Linked DNA regions of Siniperca chuatsi: region 2 is linked to region 1. A link is a contact called in public Hi-C data. All regions are on one chromosome and are shown on one strand. The core of a region is the stretch at or near the end of the contact, and the rest is flanking DNA. Distances in the headings are between cores, read along the strand shown.

What was found. Hi-C and Micro-C count contacts between places; a contact is called where the count stands out from the background.
Region 2: a Hi-C map of liver shows a contact between it and region 1, with 2.6 times the contacts expected there. The contact joins the enhancer-like site here to the promoter of cenpv in region 1. A contact is called at or near these places in 2 of 3 Hi-C or Micro-C datasets (liver and skeletal muscle).

Annotation. Positions count from the first base shown.
Region 1 is chrLG14:7,081,040-7,087,438 of ASM2008510v1, reverse strand. cenpv (centromere protein V) reads right to left here and starts at 2,076. Exons shown (of 5, transcript XM_044222127.1): 1 at 1,913-2,076; 2 at 1,473-1,761; 3 at 1,187-1,256; 4 at 982-1,096; 5 at 328-668. The coding sequence starts at 1,594. The coding sequence ends at 514. It overlaps ubb (polyubiquitin-B), which reads left to right and starts at 3,376. Exons shown (of 3, transcript XM_044222124.1): 1 at 3,376-3,687; 2 at 4,354-5,499. The coding sequence starts at 3,576. It overlaps pigl (N-acetylglucosaminyl-phosphatidylinositol de-N-acetylase), which reads left to right. Exons shown (of 7, transcript XM_044222122.1): 7 at 1-501. The coding sequence ends at 79.
Region 2 is chrLG14:7,152,994-7,159,918 of ASM2008510v1, reverse strand. It overlaps ncor1 (nuclear receptor corepressor 1), which reads right to left. Exons shown (of 46, transcript XM_044222113.1): 35 at 6,732-6,917; 36 at 5,773-5,908; 37 at 5,247-5,494; 38 at 4,680-4,796; 39 at 4,248-4,435; 40 at 3,917-4,134; 41 at 3,686-3,829; 42 at 3,016-3,161; 43 at 2,740-2,793; 44 at 2,442-2,645; 45 at 2,166-2,342; 46 at 1-2,045. The coding sequence ends at 1,837. Among protein-coding and RNA genes, the nearest start is that of zswim7, 6.1 kb to the left of the region's middle. Within about 2 kb of position 1,823, the one cell type or tissue checked has an H3K27ac peak away from gene starts, as active enhancers do. A contact at or near this core is called in liver, where this site is marked.

The sequences.
Region 1 (6,399 bases), core at 827-3,326:
CATCGCCCTGTCCCGGTACATGTTCGTAAACACATTCCAAATTATCCCACAAGGACCAAAGAACCTGAAGATCTATTAAGTTTATCTCATCCAGATCCATATGCACTGACTGTTACTCTGTTAGGTGTCACACTGCCCAACTACTTGATTACTGTTGTGGGGGTGAATTTAGTAGCTGTTTACACATCTGATGAGCCGTTTTGCTCACGGTTGAATAAAGATTTCTTTAACACTTTATTGGCTAAAGTAGCGTGAATATTTTTTTCAAAAGCACTTTCAATAAATAAAGCTGACAATAATTGTGAAATAACGGAGACTTCTAATGCCTTTTTGCTAAAGAAACTTCTTTATTGTTTTGAGTTAGTACACTGTATTAAAAACAACACTAGGGTTTAAATCGGTTGAGGAGCTTTTTTTATATTATAATTTCAAAGATTGTTAAAAAAAAACTGTACAGTTTTTCTGGTATCCTGCTGATTAAAAAGAAGTTTGATTCTTGTATCTCTTGTATTATTATTTAGTTTCTCCCGGCTGTGTGTCTGCGGCACATTTAGACATGTCTCTGATGGTGTTGTGAGCTTGCATGCTTTCTTCCCACTTCTCCCCACAAAACTTCTCCACTGTGACGCTGCGGACAGTACCTGGATCCAGACAGTGTACAGCAACACCTGGGGAGAACAGCAACAGAGGAGAGCTCATTGATTTGCATATGAACAAAACAGCCCATCTTCTCCAGCACATTCCACTGACAACTTGACTTTATTGCTCAATAATGCAAAATATTAGGTTTCAAGGGTGGTTTCCTGATATGACTGTTATCCAACATAGACCATTTATCTCCCATTGTGAACATAACATTTCTGTTTTCTACAAATAGAATACATATAGAGCATTAAAGAACAGACTGGGTTGGTTGGAGTAAACAGATTACAACACATAAGAGTGGTGTGACTGTCTTGTGTCAGCAGTTAGGGGCCATACCATATCCATCAGGGTTGGAGCGTGGAGTGTAGAAACTTTGAACTCCACAGGTTTTACAGAAGGTGTGTTTAGCAACATGACTGTTGAACGTGTATGTAGTCAGATTATCTGACCCCTGGGAAGAAAAAAACAAACATTATATACTTAAAATGCTCTTGTGATTTTTAAGTTGAATTGTATCATATCTTTTGCTCGAGTTTACTACCTGTAAGAGTGTGAAGTGATTTTTTGGAACAATGAAATGATGGTTTTGTTTCTTTGTGCAAATGCTACAGCTGGAGAAACATAGAAATCAGTTTATATTGATTTGCAAAAATTTTTACAAGCAACAAAACATTGTTTGAAGTCTTTTTAACATCATAGTTTTGGGATGAATATACTTTATTCCAATAAAGTTTAGATTTAAAATCATACATCTCTTGTTTTCTTTCTAATACAAACATTTATTAGATAAGAAAATGAGACAATATCATTGAATCTAATGTCCATACTTGCAGTGGAAAACATGGAGGTCTGGGGAACTCCAGACTTCAAATCTAACAGCCCCACAGTGGCAGCCGCCTGTATGTTTGACACGATCCATTCTGTAAGTAAAATGAAAATAACAAACCATCACGATGAATACATATGTTCATATTTAAGTATTCTAAGATGGTAAGAAAAAGAACAGGGATGAAATGACACTCTTTCATTAAGTTCAGATGAAACTGGTGTGACGTGTTTGTTGTGAAACCTGTTGACGTGGAACTGGATGTCCCACCCAAAACAGTTCCAATCGCCCTGCCGAAGAAAACACAATGATCCTAATCAAAGTCCTTTACTGATAAGAGCTACATTTACATTAAAAGCCTCTCAGCTATTTACACCTTTGAACCATTCACAGCTATTGATGTGGTCATTGAATATGTCAATTCAATTTAAAGGTGGGTACCTCTAAGAAAAGCCAACATCAAGTTTGTCTCCAGCCGTAGACACTTTCACTTGTCCTGCTTGAAAAAGACTGGAACACTTTGAGACAGGACAGATTTATTCCAAGCAAGGGGCAGGGCAAAGTACAGCAGACTTGCACAAACACATTCCTCAGAGGTTGAACTAGTTCAGCCAGAAGCCCAGCTCTGTGTTGAAAAGCACTGACGTGGTGCATCACGGGTTGGGTATCATATGGCAGGGTGCTGGGGGGTGGGGTAAGGGAATGTTGTGACCCAAATACATAAATTAGGACTCTCTGAGCTGTATCATATCTATGCCCCAAAAATAGAATCCCAGTAGGCTACAGACCTCCATCTGAGGTTTTGCTCTTTGATATAACTGACTGATTTCATTTAGTTTACAGTACCACCGTTGTCTTTAATAATGGTGGAGCTAAAAGTGGGCAGTCAGATCACTGGTCAGTACTTGCCATTGTTGCCATTATTAGGTGCCAGTAATAAAGTTATACAGAAATCTGTAAATTTTTCACTATCTTGCCAGGGTCCTGTGCTTGTTCCCATAACCAACTTTGGAGACCACTGACCTAAATTTCAAATATTCAGTATGTTTAATCAGCTGGGTAAATTCAGGGACATATCACAAAAACTCACTGTACCAAATGAAAATCCTTGTCTTTAATCAGTGTTTAACTTGTCGGAATTTTCCAGTATCACCTGGGCATTGACATCATGCCAGGCATAGTTAGACTTATGCTCACGGGAACAAGATCAAGCCCTTTCCTGTGACTTTGACAATACAATGAATAAATACCTTACCATTATGCCTTGGTATAAATTACAGCCTGTGGTCATGACTGTGTGCTGCTCAAATCACACATTTTGCAGTGGTGTTCAGGTTGGCTATAAATTATGAATGTAGTCTTGAATAAACCTTATGTGGATATGGATTGCCAGTGAATGAAATAAGGTGTGTAAAAGAGGTCAGTTCGCAGTGTTATCTTCCTCTTGGCCTCAAATACTTTACCCTGCTGTCTCAACAGCTGTAGCACATGTTTACCAAGCACGTTTCCATCTGTTAGCAGACACGTTTGAGGGCGAGTTCTTGTCTGTACACGTCACTCCTGCGTGTCACATAAATGCATAGTCATTTAGACTTGATGAGTTCCTAATATACCAATGGTTATGATATTCTGTAGTATTGAAGAGGGAATATGGGAAAAAGTTCATGTATGTGTAATACGCAGGCTACACTGCCATAACCTAGAATTACACAAGACTTTGTCTATTTAGGTCTTGTATAATTCCTGAATAGGTCGTTGTTCCCATAGTCATGAGGGCAATTTTGTCATCGAACATTACTTACTGTAACACAGCAACCAATCGCTGGTCAAACAAACAATTGTACAGTCCAATCACAAGCTCGGGGAAGGATCCTGTTGCTATGGTTGTTCTAGCAAATTCTGGAACCAGAGAGATATTATTCCGCCGCGGAGGATATGTCAAAATATCGTTTTCAAAAATACTATTTTTGACTAATTGTTTATGAGTAAACGTAGGATTATTAAGTAAAATAATACTGTTAAAATGAATACTGTACATTGAAACAGCGCGCTTCGGATCAGTGAGAACTACTTTCAAATGCGGACGGATATTGACAGATGACGTATGCAGACTCCTGTATATAATACAGTGTTGTTCTGTGCCGCAGTATCGTTCTTTAGCGGAAACTCACAAGAAGACATCTTGCGCAAGCAGAATACTAAATATTTGCAGTACAGTAAGTTTTATCTTGTTTAAAACTATGTTATCATTATATTTTGAACTATTTATATGGTGAACGTTCTTAGTCCAGTGCCATGTTTTTTCAGATTAGTTTAAGATAACGTAACGTTAATTGTCGCAAACGTTAACAATGCCTCAATTGACGTTAAATCTTAAAGTAAAACTAAATGGTTTAGCTACATTATTTTTTTTAGGCGTTATATAGGTTGCTGCCGGGTTTAAGCGTCAGTCAGTTTGTCGTCAAAGCGGTAACGCAGCAGTGGTTAGCTACTGTTAGCTATAGCAATGACTCAACATTTCCAGTATCGTCCATTAGCGGGTAACCTTAGCTGAACAAAAGGAAAGTCAATATGATCTCAAAATGGCGCTCGGACTGGAATGGCTGCTGAACTGCCGACAGCTCAGCTTCACATTTATAATTTCTCTAATTTCCTAATATTTCAAATATACTACTTATAGCTTGAGCGATGTGACGGTCATTGGAACTTAATTCCAACTGAATTAGGTAATGGCAGCGCTACGCTTTTTTTAATAAATGTATAAATAGTAATTAAAGGGTTCTAGATGATAACGTTATATTCACTTATATATTAACTCTGATGTAAGTGCCCAGATACTTTTTTTTAAATTTATAAGTCCTGATTATCTTAATTCTACATAGGTGCAAACATGCAGATCTTTGTGAAGACCCTGACCGGTAAGACCATCACCCTTGAGGTTGAGCCCAGTGACACCATTGAGAACGTGAAGGCCAAGATCCAGGACAAAGAAGGCATTCCCCCTGACCAGCAGAGGCTGATCTTTGCCGGCAAGCAGCTGGAAGATGGCCGCACGCTCTCTGACTACAACATCCAGAAGGAGTCCACCCTCCATCTTGTCCTGCGTCTGAGGGGAGGCATGCAGATCTTCGTCAAGACCCTCACCGGTAAGACCATCACCCTGGAGGTTGAGCCCAGTGACACTATTGAGAACGTGAAGGCCAAGATCCAGGACAAGGAAGGCATCCCCCCCGACCAGCAGAGGCTGATCTTTGCCGGCAAGCAGCTGGAAGATGGCCGCACGCTGTCTGACTACAACATCCAGAAGGAGTCCACCCTCCATCTTGTCCTGCGTCTGAGGGGAGGCATGCAGATCTTCGTCAAGACCCTCACCGGTAAGACCATCACCCTGGAGGTTGAGCCCAGCGACACCATTGAGAACGTGAAGGCCAAGATCCAGGACAAGGAAGGCATTCCCCCCGACCAGCAGAGGCTGATCTTTGCCGGCAAGCAGCTGGAAGATGGCCGCACGCTGTCTGACTACAACATCCAGAAGGAGTCCACCCTCCATCTTGTCCTGCGTCTGAGGGGAGGCATGCAGATCTTCGTCAAGACCCTCACCGGTAAGACAATCACCCTGGAGGTTGAGCCCAGCGACACCATTGAGAACGTGAAGGCCAAGATCCAGGACAAGGAAGGCATTCCCCCTGACCAGCAGAGGCTGATCTTTGCCGGCAAGCAGCTGGAAGATGGCCGCACGCTCTCTGACTACAACATCCAGAAGGAGTCCACCCTCCATCTTGTCCTGCGTCTGAGGGGAGGCATGCAGATCTTCGTCAAGACCCTCACCGGTAAGACCATCACCCTGGAGGTTGAGCCCAGCGACACCATTGAGAACGTGAAGGCCAAGATCCAGGACAAGGAAGGCATTCCCCCCGACCAGCAGAGGCTGATCTTTGCCGGCAAGCAGCTGGAAGATGGCCGCACGCTCTCTGACTACAACATCCAGAAGGAGTCCACCCTCCATCTTGTCCTGCGTCTGAGGGGCGGTCAATAAAGAGATTTCATGATTCCATTTTCTTAACCTTATTTCCCTCAAGTTAAAATGCTATGTATGACATGATATACATGCAGTATTATAAAAATGTTACACGTGACAAAGGTGTTAACTTTAACATGACCAAAAGTTTGATGAACATCAGTTAATAAATGATTAAACTTTACTTTCTGGTGGTGTTCATTCATGGTGCAAATCCACTATTCAGATCGTAATATCTGTGGTACATAAGATAAATGGGTAAAACACCATTATCCACACATAGTAATAAGAAATCTGAGTGTAACAACATGGTTGTCTGTAGTAGGAATGTAGCAGAGGCATAATTGAGCATGGTGTTATTCCCTTATGATTTTATGTGTTAAACTGCTTAATATGAGCAGTAATTCTAATACAGTAGGTGTCTGTGAATATAAGTCTTAATATATGCACAAAGCAGATGCCTTGGCCATTTTGTTAAAGTACTGAAAAGTGGAACTTAACTTTTATCCTTGTTTGTAAACAAGGATAAAGAGACATCCAGTGCTGTTTGACAGCTCCCCAGTGAAATAAAAAATAAACATCTAATGAGAAGATCTTCCTGCCTATACTCTGTTCAGTATGGACAGCTGTACAATTTTGTCATTTCTACCATCAAAAACATGGCTTTAGTTTGATGATTTATGTGAGAAGCATAATGTGTAGAAAGGTAATTAAACCAGCAATTTTATTATATATTACTTAAGGAGTTACATCATAATAGCACACCAGTTTAGTAAGATGCTGCCCTAAACCAGCAGATTTTCATGGCAGTTGGTGTGTGTTTATACGCTGTAGATGTGCAGGTAACTCAGAACTATAATAAGACTCCTAGTCAGTGAATGAACTAAGATACTGCTGCAGAGGTCAGCTT
Region 2 (6,925 bases), core at 574-3,073, 73 kb before region 1:
AAAGATGTTGAAAATAAAATTCTGAACATGTGCTATGACAAATGATTCAAAATCAAAGGAACAAAGGAAATGTCAAGTTTAGAGCAGAATGGATTTGTTAACTGAGCAAAGTGTAAGCTGAAAGAGTCAAAATATGGTATTATTTCACATATCTAAAAAAGACTTGCAAAGGAACGTTACTGCCATTTATGAAGTTGACCTAGTATAATTCATATTCAAAGCTTTATGTCTGTTGATTGACACAATGAAAGCAGAGATAAAGTGGTCACGGTTTTGAATCACCATGACAGCAAACTTCTCAACATTTAACGGTACCATACACTTAAAACTGTAACTGTGATGCAAGTGTCACACTACAAAATCATGTACCAGCTACAAGAAAACAGAGAATTCTGTGAGTGGTGGGAAAAACTTAAAGCACATCTTAGTATACTCCTGTGCTGGAGGTTGAATAAGTTACACAGCAGGTAGTATGCTTTTTTTGTCAAAAGCTACAAAAGCAAAAAAGTGCAACAATGGTGCAGACCATTCTTTATGTTTGGTTAGTTTTGTCTTTTTTGTGTAATGGAAAGACAATTTACAGAGTTCAGATTTTTGTCAGGACAGTATCAAAAAAAAAGAAAAAAAAAAGATAGGGACTACAGAAACAAATACAAACACCAAACACCAACGTATATCTCTGAGAAAATTAGTTAAAGCTGCCTTCTTTCTCAAGTCACAAGGCATGGCAAAACCTGACATACTTTTTTTTTTACCATGACAACGTTGCAGAGCAGATCATTCTGGACAGGTTGGAAACTGCAGAGAGAGACAGCTACATGTGACACACCATGGCTCTATTGAAAAAAATAAAAATAAAAACATTGGCTCACTTTCATTTTTCAGACGGGGGTCTAGGAGTAGTCATAAGGATATCTTTACCGGCAAAATTAAGCTTATATCAGACTTTTCACCTTCCTGCTATGACACCAGTGTTCTCAACTTGTTGTGAAGACATTTCTCTGTCTCGAATGGGGTGAGAAGTTACCTCTACCATCTGATAGTTACAATCCATGCATTATCTCCACTATGTGGCGAAGACAGGCATCAAACATCAATGCTGTTGGAAATGTTAGTCTGTTTTTTTTCATCCTCGAATGTCCATGATGTTCAGGCTCTGGTGGTGCTTGGTGGATGGTGTGCAGGGTGGCACAATCTCTGTGCTCCACTCATGGTCAAGTACAAACCAAAGGTCCGGTCTCTCTTAGCGTCGCTATGGTAAAAACATTAGAGTGGGTGTCAGGTGACGTGGGGTGGGGGTGGACTGGGAGAGACCAACTGTGATATTAAAGATTACACCCCTACTCTTCCCATTTAAAGTGGATCAATTTAAAAGCGACATTAAAATAAGAAATAATCAAGTTAAGAAAAACACTGCAAAAGGTTACTCTATTTACATACAATGATTTTCTTAAAGACAAGGTATATCTTTACAGAAATCAAACAAAATTCAGAAATAGTCTCTTATGTTGTTTCTTTTTACATATTAAGTTCTTCATCTTCACTATAGCTCATGTCATCCCCTCAGTCGAGTTTTGTTTATTTCCCCGACAGGCTGGGTGAGTGCTTCCGGACCAAAAGCGAGTCTTGTTCTGGAGAGCCCTGCCTGTCACAGGCTGATGCTTGTACTCTTAGCTAACAGCCAGAGGGCGCCATAGCACCAAAAATAAAAAGGACACCACCCCATCTATTTGTCATACTCGCCAGTGAGCAAGGTTGGTTCTGGGAAAGGGGGGTGAATAGACAAGCCTCGGTGCAGGCCTCTCTTCTGGTTATTGGGGCTGTAGTGAGCAGGGCTCAGTCGTCGCTGTCAGACAGGGTCTCATATTGCTCTGACAGCAGAGATTGCCACACACGCTGCTGGCCTACAGGGGCTCCAGCTGTAGGTGCCTGCTGCTGCTGCTGCTGCTGCTGCTGGCTCTGTATGGCGGGGGAAGCTATGGAGGTGGGAGGCGTGCTGCTCAGTATGCGCATGGTCAGCGGGTTGTAAGGGAACTGCATGGATCCTGGGCAGAGAAGGAGAAGAGAAAGTGAAAAAAAATGTGGATGAACTGGCTCCAGGTATTTCTGTCTGATTTTACCAGATTTTTTTTGCAGACACTGACAGCAGAGGCTGGACAGCTCACCTGTGGATGAGGGTCGGTCGTCCCAGCTCCATTGGGGTTGGGCTTGGGCTTGTCTGTGATAATCTCCCTCGGAGTGGACGGAGGATACTGAAGAGGGACGCTCCCCTCCAGCGTAGGCCTGACCCAGGTTAGGTGACTTTGATTTCCGGCTGTTGGCTTTGCCCTGCTTCTGCTTGCCTGATGATTCAAAACAGGCAGAATGTGTAAATTAGCAACATGTTAAACATAAGATCATCCCTTCTGAATGTGTAATTTGGGAATGTAATTCATGCCTACCCATACTGGGTGATGGGTTGGCCTCCTGGCGGGCGTCACTGCCTGTGCCGGGTGTGTTGTTGATGGCACACTGAGGCCCTACTCCTCCCTGGTGCTCTTCCTGTCTCTCCTCCAAGTTGCCCATCAATGCTTTGCGGATGATGTCCTCCAGGCCCAGGTTACTGGCTGGGTCACTAAAAGAGTGATTCCTGGGGTTGATGCTGCCTACAAATCATAACACACCAAAACATACAATGAGAAAGGAGAAATCAACTAGATTGGACTGTGATATGTCTGAGCGAGTTTCACTGCTACTTACTGGAGCTGGTGACAGCAGGCAAGTTGAAAATCTCTGTGCCTGGTTGCGCATTTCCTGCAAGACAATTATTAGCTGTTGAAAAAATCTAAATGTCTGACAAGAAATGATACAGTAAGTCAAGCTGTTCTTATGTTATCACATGCTTGATGAGCTTATAAAATTATAAAATGAATTAAACATGAATGTCTTGCATGCACACATATTAACAGAGTTCATTCCATCATCTGATGCATGCATGTTAGTTTAGAGGAAGAGTATAAGAGAAGACCCACTTACCAACATCAGAATCACCGACACCAGAGGTGGAGTTCAACTTACGAAAGATTTCCTGCTTCTTGGATTTCACCATTGGCGAGGTGTTCTCCAGCTTGGTAAAGAAGGAAGGCAGATAGCTGACACTCCCTGGGGATCGTGAGTCACTCCTTGAACCAGACAAAAGGCAAAGAGTCAAACAGCAATGGGGTAACTGGGGCAACAAGCACTTGGCAGTAGGCACTTTCAACCTCAGTGGGATGCAAACGACTGCTGACAGGGGAACACTGCCTGCTGGCATCCATACAAGAAATTGATTTACAGTCTAATACAGTCAAGCATCAAATGTCAGGGCACTAACAGGACAGACTAACTTTAGCAATGTGTAGATCAAGTGTAGAAATACTGGTTATTTAATATTTACAACATTATTGTAGGTGACAAGACATTTATATCTCAATACACATTTACAAGATACACATAGAAAAATCATCTCCCCTCTCTCTCGTCTACATTTTATTGTAACCAACGAATGATGTAAGTAACCTTTAAATTGTGTGCGCGACTATAGTCCGGCAACATTTAATATAAATTCTGAATCCATTTTATGATGTATTAAGAAATGTACTGGCTTGTTGGGCTGACAGCTTCAAACTTCAAACTGTCATAAATCCAAACTGTGGAGATCCTCTACCTGATCTCGGAGGTGTCAGCCTCTCGCCTCTGGGGTGGAGGCCCGCCAGCCTCCTGTTTGTCCATGCCTTGGTAGCTCTGTGGTGGAGAGATGGGTTCATAGTTCTCCATCTGCCTGCTGCCTCGCTCTGGAGATTTACCAGGCCTAGACGGAGAGCAGAGAGAGACAAATGTTGAGGAATAAATTAGACTCACTCTGATTATTTCAGGGTTAACTGGCCAGTCCAGGTACCTGGCTCTGGGCTTGTCAGGGGCATTCTCTGGGGAAACTCTGCTGGAGGGTCTCTGGTGGTGTGGGGCCTGGACCTGATTCTCAGGACTGTAGCGACTGGGCACCTTAGCTCGACCTGAAGAGGACATGGGTGGCACCACACTCTGGAATGTGGCTGAAGCCGAAGAGGAGACTGGAGGAAGGTCCTGATTCCGGGCGAAGTCCTGGGTTATGATATGCTGCATGACAGAGAATGACCACAAAACCAGGTTAGTTAGGTATACTGGGTTGATGCACATGGTAAATCTGGTATGTGCTGCATTGCTTTTTCAGAATCTCCAGCATTTTTTACCGAAATGTGGTCTGCCAAGGTCATAACCCGGTGAGTCTTGGGGACCTGGGAGTAGCTGTCAGCCTGGGAGGAGGGGGGCTGCTGGGCACTGGGCTGTGCTTGCTCCCCTGACGGCCGGTAACGACTCATGTCGTAGGCCCGCATGCCAGCTGGTGAAGGTTGACCAGGGACAGAGCGTAGCAACTGATCTACATTTGTTTGCAGGTGACAGGAATAACTTCAAGTTTAGTCTGGTGACGAGACTGGTGCAGAGGTGTCTGACAGTATCAAATGACAAGATCACTGGGTTAAGTCATTCAAGCTATGGTATGTTTACTCCACTTGACTAGGAGCTAAATTTAGCTTTCACAGCCAAATCTATTATATTTCAACTTTGACCTGAAGCACAAAATCTTGAAACAATCTTTGAACAAACAATTGTTGTGTTCATACCAGATGCCTGTTGTTGCCCTTCTTCTGGTTTGTCCTGTTGGGGTTGGACTGGGGAACTAGCAGGACTAATCACCTCAATGGCTCCTCCACCAGTGTTGTCATATCGACTGGATGACACTGCAAGACAAGTATGGACAAAGAGTTACTATTTATGCTAAGCAAAGGACAGAATATTAAGGTTTGGTCATGTTCTACTCTAAGAAAAAGATGACATTTAAGGTTTAACTGGTGTGCTTGTCCACTCAGCTAACTGATGGTGTCGCTGTCTCACAGTGCACTTAACGTGCAGTTTGAATAATCTCAGCTATCTCCACGTGTTTCCAACACACTCACAACTGCTAGAGGAGTCAGAGCTCTGAGAGCCTCGCTCTCGTGAGTCTTTGTCCGAGGCTATCTGCCGTGTGATGATGACATCAATGAAGTTAGCGGCTGTTATAGTTGTCTTTCCACGAGTCCGAAGCTCCTCTTCAATGCGGGACTTTGAGGTTTGAGGGCTCTTATCCTTACCCCCGACTCCAGGGCCCTCAGAGTAAGCTGAATGGGGCTTACCCCCTGGCAGAGACATACCACCATATGGTGACTGCATGGATCGTCTTTCTGCCTCCTGCTGCTGCTGTTCGGAGAGGCTAGCTGCTCGCCGAGCTGCAGCCGACGAGGACATGTCATCATCCCGTTCATGTTTGCTCTCCTTCACCTTGGCCACATCCATCTGCGGGGCAGAGACTGCAGCGTCCACCAGAGCAGCCAGGGCATCAGCTGCAGTATTGTAGCGAGAGCTACTCTGAGCTGCTGCTGTCGCTGCTGCTGAATGGGGCCTGAAGAGGAAATAAAGAGATGAAAGCATCAACCATATTTCCTGAAGGATGGGTTCAGTTAAAAGACGTGGTTTGTCCGACTAATGCATCTGAAGTCTACTGTCCAGATTTTTTATATAAACTAGAGATATTTGAGACACACACACAGCTGGCCAAAATTTAAACATATATATACAAATTGAGGACAAAACCCCACACATACTTGAACAGACACACACAGAACAAAAGAGTGTAAGTGAGCTGATGTAAATGCAGAGTTAGAATAGGTTAAGACTTGCATTAGAGAGGTGATGACACTCTTGCCCTGGAAGATACTAGGCCGCTGCTGAACCACTACATCCTGCGTCCTGAGAGAGGGAGAAGGGGAGTGCAGATAACCTCGACTCCCTGGTCGCCCTGGCTGCTCTGGTCCACCTGATACACACACATACATAAAACATTTTAACAGTGGGTTTCAAAATAAAGTGCCCAAGAGCACGTGCTGTCTAACAATCATGACAGTATTAAGCTACCTTATGTATACATTATATACAGCACTGTTTTGTAGCATGCCCAGGTTTTAAAAGTGATTTTTTTTACCTTTGTGTCCATATTGTTGTGCAATATAAATAAATAAATAATTGTGTGATAAAAACATACATTCTGAAAGACCACAGCCTTAAGAAGTCAAAAAATGCAGTGTAGAGTAAGTGAATTTCTAGGATGTGCTATATTTAACAAATGATATCAATCAAACAAGTAAAAACCGAGATATTGTTCAGTGCGTACCAGTGATCTTTTGTCAGGGCAAACCAATTTAGTAGACAAAGTCATAAATATTGGTTTCTCTATTTGTGTTCTATCCAATCTTTGTTTTTCCCTCCATGTCATACTACTACAACCAGCAGCTCTATCCGCCTCCCCTTTCAGTCTGAAAGTGGTCCATCGGAATGTCTCAGCACACATTGTCTGACCTGGCCTCACAAACCTCCTCCAGGCCTAAAAACGGATCTGACACTGCCATGCTCATTCCATAACGAATAGCAATTTTGTTTAATATTATTGATGTTTTAATTTTATCTGTGGAACTGACAATCCTACTACTTTAAAGGCTGAGATAAAAACAGAGAGCATAACAGACAATGTGCGAGGAGGTGAGCAAAAGAAAGGAAATTTATCAGGTACTTATTTTGTTGTCATTCTATGTCTTAGCATTGATTTGTATGGAATCGGTGATGACTAATGACAGTAGATGTACCTCCGCGGATGTATTCATTGGTTCGCTCCCGGTCCCGCTCTCGTTCTCGCATTTCCCGCTCCCTTTCCCTCTGCTCCCGTTCTCTTTCCTTTTCTCTCTCTTTGTCCTGCTGCTCCCGGTCACGCTCCCTCTCCCGTTCCCTCTCTGCACTGGCAGCAGCGGCAGCAGCAAGATGGGCTTGGTGGCCTGAGGAC